2 separate regions of the Sus scrofa genome follow, and region 1 is linked to region 2. Evidence: chromatin contacts called from public HiChIP or PLAC-seq data. All regions are on one chromosome and are shown on one strand. The core of a region is the stretch at or near the end of the contact, and the rest is flanking DNA. Distances in the headings are between cores, read along the strand shown. Region 1 overlaps EXTL3 (exostosin-like 3). Region 2 has its middle 21 kb from the start of ZNF395.

What was found. HiChIP or PLAC-seq counts read pairs in DNA pulled down with a chosen protein or histone mark.
Region 1: an H3K27ac HiChIP or PLAC-seq map of alveolar macrophages shows a contact between it and region 2. The contact joins two enhancer-like sites. A contact is called at or near these places in 1 of 47 Hi-C or Micro-C datasets (embryonic fibroblasts) and 1 of 2 datasets of contacts at active chromatin or transcription factors (alveolar macrophages).

The regions. Positions count from the first base shown.
Region 1 is chr14:12,548,313-12,551,012 of Sscrofa11.1, forward strand. All of the region lies in intron 6 of EXTL3 (exostosin-like 3), which reads left to right. Among named protein-coding and RNA genes, the nearest start is that of EXTL3, 110 kb to the left of the region's middle. Within about 2 kb of position 1,294, at least 1 of the 83 cell types and tissues checked has an H3K27ac peak or open chromatin away from gene starts, as enhancers often do. A contact at or near this core is called in alveolar macrophages, where this site is marked.
Region 2 is chr14:12,203,660-12,206,522 of Sscrofa11.1, forward strand. No RefSeq gene overlaps it. Among named protein-coding and RNA genes, the nearest start is that of ZNF395, 21 kb to the left of the region's middle. Within about 2 kb of position 1,527, at least 71 of the 83 cell types and tissues checked have an H3K27ac peak or open chromatin away from gene starts, as enhancers often do. A contact at or near this core is called in alveolar macrophages, where this site is marked.

The DNA.
Region 1 (2,700 bases), core at 44-2,543, 340 kb after region 2:
AAGCCTCACAAAAGAATAATTAGCAAAATAATACACCAAATTGTGTGGGTTTAACTGTGAATGATAATGATATTTTTATATAAAAAAGCATGCTTTCCAGATACAGTGGTAGATCTGATACTAAACAATGAAAAGTACACTTCTTTGGAAACTTTAAGGTAGGGAGGCAAGAGTCTTAGAAATTAATGATGGGTACAATTTTCTATTTTTTATATATCCTTTCTTGTGTAGTCACGGACTGGACTTCAGCCAAGATACATACTTTCTGTTTATACCTCCCTAGTAGATCAGAAGACATTATCCATGAAAACTTAAAGTATCTGAGTAATTAGGTACCTAATAATACCATCAGTCACCTGAAGTACTCACAGACATGATGAATTTTTCATCATCATTGAAGTGTGTTTGTTATTATTAGGCCAGTGTTTCATTAGTTAAATGTCTCTTCAGTGTAGAGAGTAAGATGGAAATAATGTGTACATGGTATATACATCGTACAAATTTCCCAAGTGAAAACTTGAATAAGTATCCTCTGTGAATTTTCTTGATCTTTTGGAAATATAAGGAGAGTTCAAATCAAAATCAGGATGACTTTTTAAAATCAAAAGCTCAATAAATTGAGCCTATTTTCAAATTCTGAGTTAATTCCTTCAAATTGAGTCCATTTGTTTACTTCATATTATAGAACCAGTTTGAACTAATTATTTTCATTAATTTACCTACTTTTAGTATTATCAGATACATACTATTTTATGTAATAAAATAGTAATTATTTTTTGCTTTAAATACTTCAACTTTTCACTGTCCCTTCCCTTGTTATAATTAGGAAGGTATGACTGTTTTATATGATAGCAGTATTTTAATAGTGTTAATATCCTAACAGTATTGACTAAATAAACAACAGGGAGTTAATTTCATATTATTGTTTGAATAATGTACTGTTATCTTCTTGAGGAAGAGAAAAATACAGAATGTAAATAGGTTTCATACAGAATAAAGGATTAAAAAGTTACAAAGAGGAGTTCCCACTGTGGCGCAATGGGATCAGCATCTTGAGAGTGCTGGGTCACAGGTTCGATTCCTGGCCTGGCACAGTGGGTTAAGGCTCCAGCATTGCCACAGCTGCGGCTTAGGTCACAACTGTGGCTTGGCTCTGATCCCTGGCCTGGGAACTCCATATGCTGTGGTCAGCACCCCCCCCCCCGCCCCCGCAAAAGTCACCAAGAAAACATTGAGAAGATAGATAGCTTAGGGCATAAGGAAGCAGAGAGAGGATTCATAAGTAAGTGCCTTAATACTAATGTTGCGTAAGTTCTCAATATCTATTAGGGATTTTCCTTAGCATTACTGAGCATAACCTCTCTTAGTCCAACTGAGTTACCCGGAATGTTCCCATGTGAAATACTCATGATACTGCTTAAGTAAATGTTCACACTTCAGTTTATAGTATAGTTGTTACTTTATTCTTCTTAATTTTTGTATGTTTTATTATGTAAAGTATAAACATATATTTAACTACATACACTGGGGTTTGCAGTCTCAAAGTTTTTTACTGATGAGTTACATAATTAAAAATACTTATTTGGAAACTACTGCTTCAGTGAAAACAACAGTATAAAATAACTTCTTTGTGCCACAGTGGAGTCATTTGCAGGTTAGGGGGTGTTTCCCCCGGAGGTTGAGTGCTGGCATCCGAGATGAGGAAGATTTTTAGGTACAGGGAGAATACTTGATGTAGATGCTGTTTAATTAAATTGTTGACATCCGTCTCCTGCTTCTGTGAAAGCTGTGGGAAGAGTAGTAAGTCACTGGTTGTTGACTGTAAACCAAAAGGGCTCTACAGAGCTGCTGGTGAGCAGGAGGCAAAGAAGGGGACTGGTGGTTCTGTGAGGGTTATGACTTCCTCAGCGTTTTGGCTCTGAGGTGACTGTCCCTGGGAGCCCTGGCCTGTGATTATGATCCTTCCTCAATTTCAGCTCCAGAAATCTGGCTTCTTCTTCTTTTTTTTTTTTTTTTCTTTTCTTTTTTCTTTTTTTGTCTTTTTAGGGCCGCACCCTCGGCAAATGGAGGTTCCCAGTCTAGGGGTCGAATCAGAGCTGTAGCTGCTGGCCTACACCACAGTCATAGCAATGCTACATCTGACTTCTGCCTGCGGCCTGTACCACAGTTCACGGCAATGCTGGATCCTTAACCCACTGAATGAGGCTGGGGATCGAACTCCCATCCTCATGGGTACTAGTTGGATTTGTTTCTGCTGTGCCACGATGGGAACTCCTCCAAAGACTTGACTTTTGATGGCCGATATTGGCTGTATGTGATGATTGCTTTTTAGCCACAGTGAACATGATGGGCCATTCAATTTTTTTTTCTTAATTTATAATAATAAAAATAACTTTAAAATTATTCAGGAAAAGATAGTCATATTCATAAAGAAAAAAGAACAAGTAAATTTGAAAGACCTAAATAGAACAATTGGAAATGAAAATTATAGTTATTAAAATGAAAATCTCTGTGAATGGGATAAAAAGATAAGATATAGCTAAAGAAAAAAATTAATGATCTTGAAGGTAAATCTGAAGAAATTTCTGATGAAGTATTGAGTTATAAGGAGATGGAAAAATAAGAGCAGTTAAGAGACATGGAGGCTATAAGGAGAAAGTCTTAACACAAAATCAAGGATGGGCAATCTTGAAAAATATG
Region 2 (2,863 bases), core at 277-2,776:
TATAACATAGATATTTATCTATCTATCTCTCATACATCTTTGTTCGTCTCTCTACTGGTACTTAGGTGCTTTCCCCAGGGAAACAAGGAATTCTTAATAGTAATAATTATTTAACACCTGAGCTTTGGCTTCTTATTGGCCTGATCCCATGGGATCCACTGCATCTATTAGCAGGTGGAGACCCAGAGCAAACTCACTGAAGGAACCTCACCTGGAGGCAGGAGGGCAGGGTTCTGGAAGAGATATTTCTGGTTGATTCCTCTTCTATGTTTAAGATACACTTTAGTGGAATAGAAAATAATGGGGAGGAAGTCCCCTTAGTGGTGCAGTGTGTTAAGGATCCCACGACTTCACTGCTGTGACCTGAGTCACTGATATGGCTTGAGTTCAGTCCTTGACCCCAGAATTTCTGAATGTCGGGTACAGCTCCCCCAATAAAAAAGAAAGGAAAAAAAAAAGAAAGAAAGAAACTGAAAAACAAGATCTGGCTAAGGTCCCCAATTGTCTGAATGTCTGAGTCCAGAAGGCTCTGAATTTTTTTTTTACATGCTTAATGAAAGGAGGCAGGTAGAGTAGAGGTTCGGTGCCTGGAAGGAAGAATGGGTTACCTATCTAAGACCCGGGGTGGTCCTTCTCTGATCAATATTCACAGGTGTAGTAAGACTGGCCATTCAATGTATCTGGAAATAGAAATTTAGTATCATCCTTGTGGGGAACAATTTAATATTCAGAATCAAGAACTTTTAAAATATTTTTATCCTTTGGATCTTTAAACAATCAAAATGGTTACATTTTGCTCCAGCTATACAATGTTAGAACCATAAAAAAATGATGTGTTCAAAGAAATGAGGGACCTGTGTGTTAAGCTACTAAGCACAAAAAACCAGATGCTAAGTAACTTGCACTGAATTATCAATTATGTAAAGAAAAATATACATGGCCACAGGTGAGGAAACATCACAGTAAGTCACATGTTTGCTTGTGACTAGTGGTTATGGTGTGTCTGGGGTTTTCTTTCTCGCTCTTTTTTTTTTTTTTTTTTTTTGTCTAATCAGTTACACTTTGCTATACTTGCCACAGTTTATACAGTAAACACATATTACTCTGATTATATGGTGGCAGGCGGAGGTTGAAACTGACCTCAAATCTCCTCAGTTTCCTTCCCAACTCTTTGAATCTGGTTAATTTCCCCTTCTTAAAAGTGTTGAAGCCTCCGCAAGGCTTTTCAAGCCCCTAGACCAGCTGGGGAGGCTGGAAGGAAGATTCGAGAAAGGCCAAGGCGAAGCTGGCAGGGCGGTGTCAGGGAGGGCGGGCTTCCGCGCGTTCTTTCCCCACCGCGGGCGCCGCCGGGGCCGTCCTGCCTCGTGCGTCCCCACTCGTACGCGCTCGGAGGTGCTGCGCCCGGGACGCGCCGTGGACGCGCGTTGGGACGGCTGCCAAGGCCCTGGGCCTCCTGCCCGCCTGCGGGCGTCTCCGCTCCGCCTCTCCGCGGGCTCAGCGCCCAAGAGCCGGCTACGGCCGGCGGAAGCGCCCGGGGCCCGGAGGCAGCACAAGGCCCCTCCCCGCCAGCTCAGCCTCCGGGAGCGCGGGCCGGGAGGGCGGTGGCGCGGACGTGCCCGGGCCCACGGAGGCCTCGGTGCACCACCCCAGGAGCGCCGCCGGCGGGTGGGGAGAGCGGAGGGAACGCCAGTAGGGACTGGGAGGCCGGGCGGCCCCGCAGCCCCGACGCTCGGCCTTCCCCGCGGCCCGCGCCGCCCCTTTGTCCCCGAGTTGTGCTCGGCGCGCGGTGGGGAATCGCATCTCCGAGCTGTGTGCGCCCTTCTGCGCCGGGTGGACGGCCTCTCCCCGTGTGCGCCCGAGAGTCTGGTCCTGCGGGTTTTCTACCAGCCCGATCGTTAAGGCCCGCTCAGTCCTAGGCACCAGATAAGGTTTTAAGTCCGCATTTAGTGTGTCCTCAACCTGTTCCCAAACCTCCTTGGCCTCGGCGTCTGTCTTTCTACCTCGACTTTCCTACTGTCCGACGGCTTGTTCAAGGCTGTCTGCTGCCCCCAAGGCTTTGAACCTTTCACCTCTTCTGTACAACCACCCTCGTTCTGCAGCTTCGGTAACATCCTCCCAAGGCCCACTACCCTCTGCCAACACACAAGCACAAGGCTAAGGGAAGTTTTCACCTGTGCTTTGCCCCCGGGGACAAGATACTGCTCTTTCACTGTCACTGACAAATATTCCCAAAGAAAAGAATAGTTTACACTTGCTCTGCCACTCCAGCTACATAATTTGTAGGGTCAAGGGCAAAATGAAAAGGCAGGACCTCCTTCTCAGAAGTTAAGCATTTCAAGAGCATTAAATCAAGCCTGTGACTCTTCTACATGCAGGACCCTGTGTGCCTACACAGGTATGCACCCAGGAAGCCGGCCCTGCCAGTACTCTTTGTATCCACAAGCCTAAGCCCTAACCTCCCCATTCTCACCCCCGCCCAGCCGGGCCCATCAATATTTGTAGAATGTCTACAAGAACAAACGGATACTCTCTTCTTTGGCTGGTTATCAGAAGTAGGGAACTTTCCTTGGTCAGCCATCTCTACTTTCTTTGCAGTACTTGACATGGCCGACTCTTTTGCTTATAAAACCCCCTTTTCCTTTGGCTTCTGTAACGCTGTGCCACTGGATTTCCCTTGCCCTCTGATGCATTCCTTTAAAGAACCTGCAAAGCCAGGTCCTTTGCTGGCTTGGTTTCTCCTTCTATTGTGAATCTGTTCATGCATGGTCCAAAGGTTAGGCCCCCAGTCCCTCTTTTTCTTTCTAATTCCTGTGGAGACATTATCATCCCGTTTCAGTCACCTCTTTTGCATGTAACATTCCCA